Regions from separate parts of the Zea mays genome. Here region 2 is linked to region 1. The links are chromatin contacts, called in public Hi-C maps. All regions are on one chromosome and are shown on one strand. The core of a region is the stretch at or near the end of the contact, and the rest is flanking DNA. Distances in the headings are between cores, read along the strand shown.

Region 1 (5,710 bases), core at 718-3,217:
AAGGGTGTGTAAGCGGTCACTCGTCGATCCGCGCAATCCCCATCGATGTGACCCCGTGGTTGGGTTCGGGGCGATCACTGGTGCATATAGAACCTAGGCATGAGTCGACTAACCGGGAGCATCCATGGAATTGCACTAATTGCTCATCGAAGCGACTTAAAATCTCAGACGTTGATCGTTAATCCAAGATCCTATAGAACATACCAGTTCGTTAATAAGATCAATTGTGCACATATGAGACACACTTGGATTTGCCCCTTAAATTCAAGTGTGACAGATTCCTCGCCATCTCGCTTCTATGCGCAACAATACATACAATCAAGCAAATAATGGATATGGTAACATTACACCAAAGATGAAAACAATTCACACATTATTATTTTACACGTCGCTACGAGATCATAGATTCGAGAACAACTAAAATCGAAGTTATAGTTAAAATGATATGGTTTTTGGAAGTTTTATGTGATTAAGTATTGAACTATGTTATTTTGATTAATACAAATTATGTGTAGAAAAGATATTCTAAATAAATAACAAATTTAACTTTTAATTCAAGTTTTATCTTGATTAGAAATCTTATTTTAGTCAAATTATAGATGGGTCAAATTAAAATACTATACTTAGATTAGAAAAGTGAATCCCATAAACTTAGGTTAAACAAGTATAGTTACTTATTTTTGAAAACATGTTGCGTGATAAAAATAATGTAACTAAAGTTTAGGCAATATTATTACGAACTTAACGCAACTTGAACGAAATAAAACAGAGTTAAAATGAGCAAGATATGATTTATGCAAGTTTTTACGCATTTTTATATTAATTCTATACCTAAAATAACTTCTAGGGTTTATTTTGAAAATACCAAGGATCCATCTGCAATTTATTTGCACACGAATAATCGATGGGTCTATTATGTAAAAACTCAGGGACGCTTTCGTAGTTATAGTCTACTGTTATAACCCTGAGCGGATCTAGAGCCATGCAGCCACCGAACCACGACTCAGATTAGAGACCGAACCGGTAGCACACTCCACCGTTGGATTCCAGATCAACAGACCAGAGACATCCATGTCATTGCCACGATCGTGATCGCACATCCATGATCGAACCACACACATCGCCCCTGTCAAACCATTACCTCTCATCTAATCTGAAACGTTCCGTTTGATTCTAAAATCATAGAGATTGATGAGAATTAGAAGGGATCTAGAGAAATTTGACTTGTACTGAATTTAATCTCGCTCAATCCCTATAAATTAGCACACAACTAACATTGCCTAAATGGAACAGCCTGGGACTCCTCCACTCTGCCCGATTCCGCACTGACGGCGGCGCTGCCCATTGTCGCGACGGTCATGCGCCGGCAGGAAATCACCGCAGTGCCGCCCTTGTGGTCGAACATTCCTATACCGACGAGCATTATATGAAGCGGTGGACAGGGCAAAATAGAAGAACGCATCCATGCCGACAACGAAGTGGAGGCCGAGGCTGGCCACGTCGATGGCGCCTCTGCGGCGGCTTCCGTATTCCGGTGAGCGATTACCCATGCCCTACTGCTCTAAGATGGACACCACGAACTGCTACGCAGGGAGGGGGAAGATGGTAGCGAAGGCCAGGGGAGTACCTGATGGCGCGGAGGCTTCGATTCACGGCGAATCGCGGCACCGGGGCGGAGATCCTGCTCCGTTGAGCAATACCCTGGGTACAAAGTCTTCACCGCGCCTGATTCCTTCGCGTACAGGTTCCTAGCGACCCAGGAGAACTCCGGCTTTTGACGGTGGCGGCGACTTCTTCTCTCTCCGCCCTCTCTGACCGTGGTGAGGCATTCGGAAGAGATGCTCTCTGCGTTTAGATGGCTCGAGAGGAGGCGCAGGCTCGAGTTATATAGGGTGGAGGTGAAGCCCCGGGTGATCGGATCCCGTCCAAATCGAGCGCAACAGTATTCTGTTGGAGATTTTGTTTTCAGGCGAGAAGCGAGAGATGACACGCGGGTCCCTGAGATCATTGACTCATTGAGGTGGCGGAAAAAGAAAAAGAAAGGAGCAAAGTTGGGCCGGCGGGTGAGAGTGAGTTGGGCCGGCCTACAAGGGCGTTAGTGGGTCGAACGGGCGAGCGGCCCACATGGGTGTTGTATAAGGGAAGGGATAGGTCGGCTGAGTGAGGAGGTTTCAGCCTAGAACGGTTGCATTCCTTTTCTTTTCATTTTTTTCTGTTTTCCTTTGCTATTTTCTAATTTCTTACTCAAATTCAAATTTAAGTTCAAGAATCAATATGAATACAAGTCAGTATGAAACAACCAAATAAAATACCAGTATGAAATGCAAAGTTCATTTTATTTATTTATTTTGAGAATTTAATATCAAATGCATAATTCACACAACCAAAATTTAAATAACCTTTCAATCTTGGGAACCACATAAACTTCTTCAAACCTTATTTTAAGGGTTTACAAATCCTACCCCCTTAAAGAGAATCTCGGCCTAGAGATTAGTACAGAGATAAGAGACTCTAATTTTGCTGTTCATTTTCTTCTTCACAGACTTCTTCATTTTGCGAGGAGGACGATGGGACTGGGACTGAAGTCGGTGCCAGGTGGAGGCGGAGCACGATGTCGGAGAGGACGACGATACCGAAGTCGTCTTCCTCATCATAAGAGTCGAAGTCGACCATGCAGAGCTCCACAGTGGAAGTGGGCAGTGGAGTAGTAGCAGTCGTCGAGGTCAAAAGACACGGAGTGGGGCGAGCGCCAATGCACCAGCCTCGGCGGGCACGGGTCCTGCGAGGGTGAGCGTGGCAGAGAGATGGGTGACGGCGAGGTCGAAAGTGGCCCTAGTCGAGCTGCCGCGAGGGTAGGGACGGTCGTGGCTGCCAGAGAAGTGGTCACCGGTGATCGAAGGGAGAGGGAGGTATGTGTTGCGCGAGTGCTTGGCGGTGGGGAGGTCGTGCGGGTAGTGGAGCCACGGGAACCAACGCGGGAGGGAGCAGGAGGGCGGCAAAGCGCGCCGGCCAAAGATGGTGAGTCCTGAAGGCTAGCCAAAGATGGCCAGTGATGGGAAGGCGATGGCGAGCGAGAAGCAATAGCGAGGTTGAAGAAGAGGCTTTTGGAACTTGGAAGCTGTTTGGCACTAGTAGAAAAGAGCTAAAAATCGGCGGTATGTTCAAATTTCCACTGAAAGTTTCGGTTACCAAACGTCAATGAAAACACAAGTGGGGCGACATTTTTTTACACAGAGTTTTTTTTATAGAGCACGAGTCGTTTACCGGGACTGTTGGAGTTGCTCTTATAAAGAGATACTAACAATTCAATTGTTTAAAATTATATTAGTAGCCATAACATATAATTTATGTAGATTATCACTTTAGATATATTTATAAATTTTAACTTAATATTTGACACATATGTGGAACCATAACTGCATATATAATTTGCCAGTCCTTTAAGATTATTTTGTAAAAAAAATCAATTCAAATATTGAAACCCTCGTGAGATTACTATTTTTAATGATTGCTAACGCTATTATAGTAGTTCTGACCAATATTCTATACGACGTAATATCTTTATTTTATGAAAGTGCAAAGAAAGAGTTAATAGAAGATATACTTCCAATTAAACTCCCAGAGAATATATAGGAGTGGTAGTTGGAGTCGATCACGTAACCGCCCCGCGCGGCCGCAGCTGCGTCGTAGATGTCAATATAATCATCCTTCAAGCTAGGGCGTCGCCCTCTAAAAAAGTGAACTTTCGCCAGGATTCGCCGCGTTATATTCAACTTAGGTTAGAGTTCATCTGTTAGCTGTAGGTCAAGCTCATATATGGAGTACGGTACCAGATTGATTGATGCCGGCCTTATTGTCTCGGCAATCGCCGCTGCCGTCGTCTACTTCCTGTACGGCAGCCACTTGCCCAACATGCCGGCGAGGAGACGGCGAGCCGTGGTCGCCGTCGTACTGCTAGTCCAAGTCGGGGTGCTCCTCTCCGCCGACCGCGACTTGACGAACATCGCCCTGCGCCTCGATGTCGAGGAGACGGAGTCGAAACTGTTGCGGATGGAGGAAATCAAGCGTATGTAACATATTCTTGAGATTTTTTTTAGTATATGTATTGATTGTTGGAGGGATGAAAAACGTGTACATATTCTGATATTAATGTTTTAAATTTTTTATAGTGAATAAATATGATATAGAATCTGCTATACAAATTGATATTTTTGTTTCTAGTATTGAGCTTGTACATATTTATAAAACATAAACCTTAAATTTATTTTATATATTTTTAAATAATAAATATAAAATTTGGTATCATTCAGATATGGATATGAATACTTTTTCAATTTTTTTTGTTGTAGGGAGCAAACAACGTATAAATTAATTTATACAAAATTTTGTTTTTATATGTAATAATGTGATTGATAACATAAGAAAAAAATAACATCAAATCCCGTTTATATCTATTTTAAAATATTGGATTTTTTTCTAAGAGTTCGCGTAGCCGTTTTTATCCCAAACTCAACATGTTTCTTTTGACCCTAGACGAGAGCAGAGTAATATTCTAGATCCTTGGATGCATGCAGAGGTTTACGGGAATCGCAATCACGACGTCGTGAGTGACTTGGCTAGTTTGCTGTCTAAGGATCCGACGAACTTCAAGATGAGTTTCACCAAAGCTAGGAGCCCAGACGGCACCGAGAACTCTGAACTGACCGTCACAATGAAAGATGCCCATGTTGATCAGCCTCTGGCAGATGCTGATCTGCAGCAGCCTGCAGCAGATGAGGACCACACGGCGGAAGAAACCATGGTATATATAGATGAGCTTTGCCGTCGATCTTGCGTACAGAAACGCCCAAATATATATGTCAATGTCTTTTGCATTTTAATTTTCTTGTGTTGGCAGAAGGATCGTCCGAAGCTAAACGACCACGAGGTTCCACTGTCGTCGAATGGAGACGGGATCGGGGAAGAGAAGCCCAACCCATAGAGAGTGTTCTCCATCCCCCAAGACCACGTCTTGTTTCTCGACTGCGAGGACGACGCCGAGCTCACGTGTCACACCCAGTTTTAGGAGACAAAAATAAATACATAACATATATGTGTTATTATTCATTTTTCAGACATAGGTTAACGTCACAAGTGTAATATATCAAAAAGACAATGCAATAAAGACGTAAATGAAAGTATAATAACTTTATTACATCATCCAGATTTAAGAGTATTAAACAGTATAATCATCAAAGTACAATAGAAATATCATGACTAATATCCCACAGGAAGATGATCAGAGTGTTACTAGACTCAGTACTCATCGCTATTGTCAAAGTCTTCCTCATCAACTTCTCATCAAAAATTTAGCAAGGGGTGAGCTCACTTACGGTGAGGGCTCAGCAAATGGGGGGAGTATGTCAGGTTAACAAGGTAGACTATGGTTAAGTGATAAGCATTTTAGTTGGTCAATATTTTATTAACAACCCCTAACTTACTAATTGTAAGTTTATCCCAAAATCCCAATTAATTCATGAGCATATGAGTATACATCAAAAGCACTTAAATGAATTCACTTAAGCAAACCACTTAAAAATCACAAGATCGCGATTTAGTCTCCATCTTTAAGTTTAATTATTATATGAGGGTCCGGGTTGCTCTTAACCGTGAGCATGTCTGACATATCAGTTTTACACTCTATAGAGGTGGTACAACTTTATCCACAATC
Region 2 (5,706 bases), core at 1,609-4,108, 150 kb before region 1:
CGAGGGCAAAACCCTCGGCATAGAAAGACACTCGGCAAAGGCTCGGTGAAATGCAACACTCGACAAAGGGTCGTCAGCAACCATCTATAGTTGACGGCCGTTAACTTTGCCAAGTGTCAGATGTTGACACTCGGCAAAATATTTTTCTTTGCTGAGTGTTACCTACCAAACACTCGTCAAACTTTTATTTTGTTGAATGTCTTTCTTTGACACTCCACAAAGTATATTTATTTTTTTCTTTTTTCCTAAACTTTTTGTGGTGTGTTCCTACTGTATATATACCTACATGTTCAATCCTGGCACAATTATCAAAGTGTTTGCTATAACTATTATATTTATCTCGTTGAATTGAATTTCTCCGGATAATTCATATTTGAACTGCATGTCACTCGAAACATGAAAAACAATGAATTCAAAAATGGTATTCATATTATTTAGTACAAGTTACGGTCTATTTCAGGAACATACCAGAATTTTCGAGCACCATGCTCACAAAACATGATCGCGAACTTGCTATCCAGTTGTGCTTAAATTTTTATAAAACACAAAAAAAGTCAGAAAATCGTGTAACTTGTCAAGATGTCATGATATCATATGTAGAGACCGATAAAATTTTGACGTTGTTTCGTGTAAGTTGTCACACACTATGTGTAGAAACCTAGCAGGTTTCCAAAGAAGTTTTATGATTCCATGTGGACTGTGGCAAAGGGACCCACTAGAGCCTTTTTGCCGAGCGCTAGTTCAACACGCACTCAGCAAAGAGGGGGCCTTTACCGAGTGCCTCCTAGAGCACTCGACAAAGGGGCTGGCAAAGGGGCTCCTGGAGCCTTATATGCCGAGTGTCAGGTCCAGAAGGCACTCGACAAAGAGGGATCCTTTGCGGAGTGTCAGGTCGGACACTCGACAAAGGCTCTGTCACCGTCCCTTGGCGTCGTGACGGCGGCTTTTCTTTGCCGAGTACCAGGTGACACTCGGTAAAGTCTTTGCCGAGTGCCAGACGAAAAGTACTTGACAAAGAAGTCCTTGTCAATGTACAGTTCACCGACAAGAGTCACACTCGATAAAGAGTTTGCCGAGTGTTTTCTAGGCTTTACCGAGTGCCTGAAACACTCGGCAAAGCAGTTGTGTCTGGTAGTGTGTACCATAGTTATCCTCTCTCCTACATCAATCTATCTTGTCCTTAGATGTTGTTACAACTTACAACCCATGTTGAAACACATACATTCCATATAAATTTGTTAAAACCTTAGAATACTCCTAGGTGAAAGCAACAACTCTGTCCATACGCTTGTGGATGTCTGTGTGGGTCATTAAGATACCCAATTAATAAGCTTTTTGGCACTGTTATCGAGGAATCATTGTTGTTTTTATCTTTGGACTTAGCTTGTCCTCGTATATCTTCTTTACTTGTGTTATCTTAATTTCATTTCTTTTTGTCACTGTTATCGAGGAATCAAGGCTAGGTTTTCCACATTGATTAATTCTCAACCAGACTTGTCTATACCCGACTATTATGTGCTTTTGAAACATTTTTGTAAAACATAGTGTAGAATAAAAACAGAGGGGGGAGAGAGTTTGGCATAAATGTGGGGTCTATCGGCAACCATCTAGCTTGCCTTGTAGGGATACCAATTTAACCTGCAAATCTAAAACCCGACGGATACGAGTGAAGATTTTTACCACGGTTGCGTCACACCTGACTCGAAGTTTTGCGGGTGTGGGTGCGAGTTTCTATTCCAACCTTGGTGACACGCACCCGACCCGAATTTAGTTGGTTCTTTATTTTGCGTAAAAATGATTAAAATACAATAGTAATGACTTGTCCAATGATTCATGAAATATATTGTTGTTGCTCAACGTGATAATGCTTAAAATTGTGTGTGTATATATATATAACTTAATTATTGTTGGTACTAAATTGCTTATAACTAAATTATTTTTTTAAAAGTGTACACTAAATAAAAATCCACGGGTGACTTGAAACCCGACAGGTTCGGGAGTGGGTTTGGAATTGCATCCGCTAGAGCGATCACAAGCGAGTTTAGTTACGTTAGACTTCATGGATACGATCGTGGGTAGGTTTTTGCTCCACCCAAATCCGAACCCGATCCATTGCCATCCGTACCACCTCAACGGATGTGACCTGATTCCAAGTCCACACCTAGGACACTTAGATCAATATAGTAGGTTAAGTGTAGGTATTGTTCTATTATTTTTGCTTAAGGGTTCATCGTTCTTAATTGGTAATCTAATTTTAAGAATAAGATTAGAGTAGTAATCAATAGCTAGCGTATATGCATGGTGTCTAGGCTGTGGGTTACCTTTCTTTGCCTCGTACTCGTACATCATGAAGTGTAAGGGTAGACAGCAAGTGGTGACAGCCTTGTATCTCTTTCGTAGCCCGCGCGTTCGAGTACGGGTTACCTTTCTTATTGTCCTTGTATAGCCATAGATAAAAAACACATATATATTTCTTACGCAGTACAGCAGTCAGCAGGGTCAGCGTATGCAGCAGTAGAGAAGCTTGCCCCGCCCGTGATGACTGACCTGCATGCGCTGCGTGGAAAACCATGCCGCCAATGGCCCCTCACAACGACGCCGTCGTCGGCCCCTCAGTCGACGACGTCGCTGCCGCGACGACCTCAGTATGTTTTCCCTGACCATGGCGCCCCTAGCGACGACGACCGCGCCGGGCACAACAATCGAAGACGTCGTCGCTAACCGTGGTGTGACCCACCCCTATCAGCTGGGGCTCATCAATTAAAGACGTCATCGCTGTAGGTGTTCGTGATCTCGGCATAATAGTTGTATAAATAAACATATAAATAGGTGCTTGAAGCTAACAACTCTTGGCATCAGTAGCAGGAGCACAAAGTGCAGAAGCAGAGCCAGTCCTAACTGCTTAGCCAGGAAAGGTACGTGTACTCATCGTTTTGTAGAGACCTTTGGGTAGACATGGTTAAAAAAAATGGCCACTACATATACAAGTTAAGTCTAACTTGAATTTCGTGAAAATAATCTGTGTAGCAGAAGCAGAGCGTGCTTAGCCATGTACTCATCCAGCTGCCATGTGATGTCCGAGAAGCCAAACGGTTCCAAGGCGGTGACGCTGCTGCTCAGGCTGTCCACGCTGGTTCTGTCGCTCATCTCGGCGGTCGTCATGGCCACCGCCACCAGCGACTGCACCATCTACGGCCACGGCGGCGCCGCCAAGGTCACTATCATGTTCAAGAACTACCGGCCCTTCGTGTAAGTATATTTTCTTTTAATTTCTTCGTAAGCAGAGCATGATTAGATAACTAGATAGATATGATCTTACGTACGTCATCGTCGTTGCATCATCAATTATTCTAACTTCTGATAGTATATGCTCTACTCTACACACGTCGCTGCAGTTTCCTGGTAGTTTTGAACATCGCGGCGGCGGTGCTGGAGGCAGCAGCCATCTACCTACAGGTCGTGAAGGGCGACGACGGCGACGAGGCGCCCAAGCTTCCCCGGATCATCCTGGTTGTCCTCGACGTCGTGGTGCTCGCGCTGGTCAACGCGGCGACGGGCGCGGTGGTCGCGGCGGTCATCGCCTACGGCCCCGAGATCGACGCGTGCACCGTCGCAGGTGGTGGCCGATTCCGCGAGCAGGTGCGCAGGTCCGAGCTCCTGTCGATCGCCGCGAGCATCTCCGCTGTGTCCGCCGCCGTCGCTAAGGACGTGCCGCTGCCCTTCTCCGTGTGGCCCCTCTCGTCGGAATCAGGCGACTACTACTGATCTTGGTTATTATTTGTCAGGTGATGTTGAGTACTGTGAGTGTGAAGGCTTTCTGCCAGCGAAATTCCAATTTATGTCAACTGAATGCCACTACGATAAGCTATCCTTCGAAAAAATTTCAGCACAAATCATATATTTGATTTCCATCTGGCTGCTCCAGTTCAATTTTTTGGAACAAAAATGAATGTGTTGAACACCAAAATTTGCGGACCGTCTGGTCCTATGGTTCAGACGATTCGCACCCCCGCGATCAGATTGACTCATATGATTATCTTTATCTCATAGGATCGGACGGTTCACACCCCCGCGATCAGATTGACTCGGACGATTATCTTTATCTCGTGCGTGGTTATCATCTAATCACATAGAATATGTTGGCTATCGCCTAGGAATGGGATCAGACCTCTTCCCTATATATGAAGGGGTACGGCCGATTGAGAATCCCGAACACAATTTAATCGAACCAATCTATTACTTTTTTTATCATTCATGTCCTATGAATAGATGTAACGTAGTTGTAGTCGTAGTTTTCCGCATACCCACCTCCACGGCTCCACCCCTATTCGACTCTACGTCGTCTAGATCCGTCTTGGATGGCCTGCTGACCCCAAGACAACCCTTGGAAATCACCCTAACAAGCTTGGTCATCTACTATGAGGGCGATCTCTTCCTCGATCTGATTTCTTAATCAGATAAGCGACTGTACGTAGTCTCGGGATGCTCGGGTGGCCTGCCGACTCGGAGCACCCTAGGATCTCTCTCCTAAGGAGCGAGATCTAGGTTCCTGCGAGGAGGAAGATGACCCTATGCCATCGCTGACCATCCGATCTAGAGTGTGAACCATCCGGAGCAACACAGGGAAGGAGTTGCTCCTGCAGCGAGGTTATGGACCATTCGGCCCTGTGCTGCGGACCATCCGCACTCCCGAAGAGGGCACCTTCAGGCGGTACAAGCCTATTGATTGATGACCAGATTGGAGACTCCGCTGGGGACTTCATGCAACGCCTCACTATAAGTTACACCGTGACATCCGATGTTGTTCAATCTCCTAAAAGGTCTGTATGTGACGATCAAATTAAAAGTATGAATAAGTATATAGAGAAAATGAGGTGTACGCCTGATTTTGTCACCTAAATTGGGCACCGAAACAACCGCACCAAAAACATCAGCAACAAATAGTTTTTTAGTCCCAGCCATATTATGGTATCCCGATGAACTCGTATCTGGGACAACTGCTGTCGTCATCTTCTCTATACGGCGGATCAGCTCTAAGCACGGCCGGACAATCCGCGCACGATCTCGGACCATCTCGCCCTCCTTCGGACCGTCCGGCCCCATACGTCGGACAGTCTGGAGTCACGTAGAGCCCACCACAAGACTCGTCCGGCCCCTTACGTCGGTTGGATTAGGTAACCTAACTACTTTATCTCTAACACATGGTGAAACCCTAGATCCAAAATCTGGCTAAAATTGAGAAAGAATGAACACAAATTGGCAAGAGAAATAGAAACCAAACTTTCCGAGCAACTAATAAACAAAAAATCTTAATACCCAAACCTATCTTCCCCTCTCTCTCCATATAAACACATGCACCATTCATTAAACAAAGAAATATATATTGGATAAAGTGAATAGAGAACTAATCATGAAAATGAGAGAGAGGACAGACAATATCTAACCATCTTAGGCAACCTCATTTAAATAAATAGATAAAAAAACCTATTTATACTCTTCTCTCTAACACATGGTGAAGCCTAGTTCTAAAATATGGCTAAAATTGAGCAACAATGAACAAAATTTGGCAACTGAAACATAATTAAACCAACCTTTCATAGCAACTAATAAAAAATCTAACCATTTTAAATAATCTTATTTTAGAAAATAGAGAAAATAACCTAGCTATACTCTTCGCTCTCACATGGTTAAACCCTAAATCTAAAA

The links. Hi-C and Micro-C count contacts between places; a contact is called where the count stands out from the background.
Region 2: a contact with region 1 is called in a Hi-C map of leaf, with 3 times the contacts expected there. The contact joins the promoter of LOC100382201 here to the promoter of LOC103648021 in region 1. A contact is called at or near these places in 4 of 25 Hi-C or Micro-C datasets (bundle sheath, ear and leaf).

Annotation. Positions count from the first base shown.
Region 1 is chr2:229,561,180-229,566,889 of Zm-B73-REFERENCE-NAM-5.0, reverse strand. LOC103648021 reads right to left here and starts at 1,967. Exons shown (of 4, transcript XM_008672521.4): 1 at 1,628-1,967.
Region 2 is chr2:229,709,258-229,714,963 of Zm-B73-REFERENCE-NAM-5.0, reverse strand. LOC100382201 (CASP-like protein 1U2) reads left to right here and starts at 2,858. Exons shown (of 3, transcript NM_001174960.1): 1 at 2,858-2,915; 2 at 3,031-3,249; 3 at 3,396-3,910. The coding sequence starts at 3,050. The coding sequence ends at 3,765.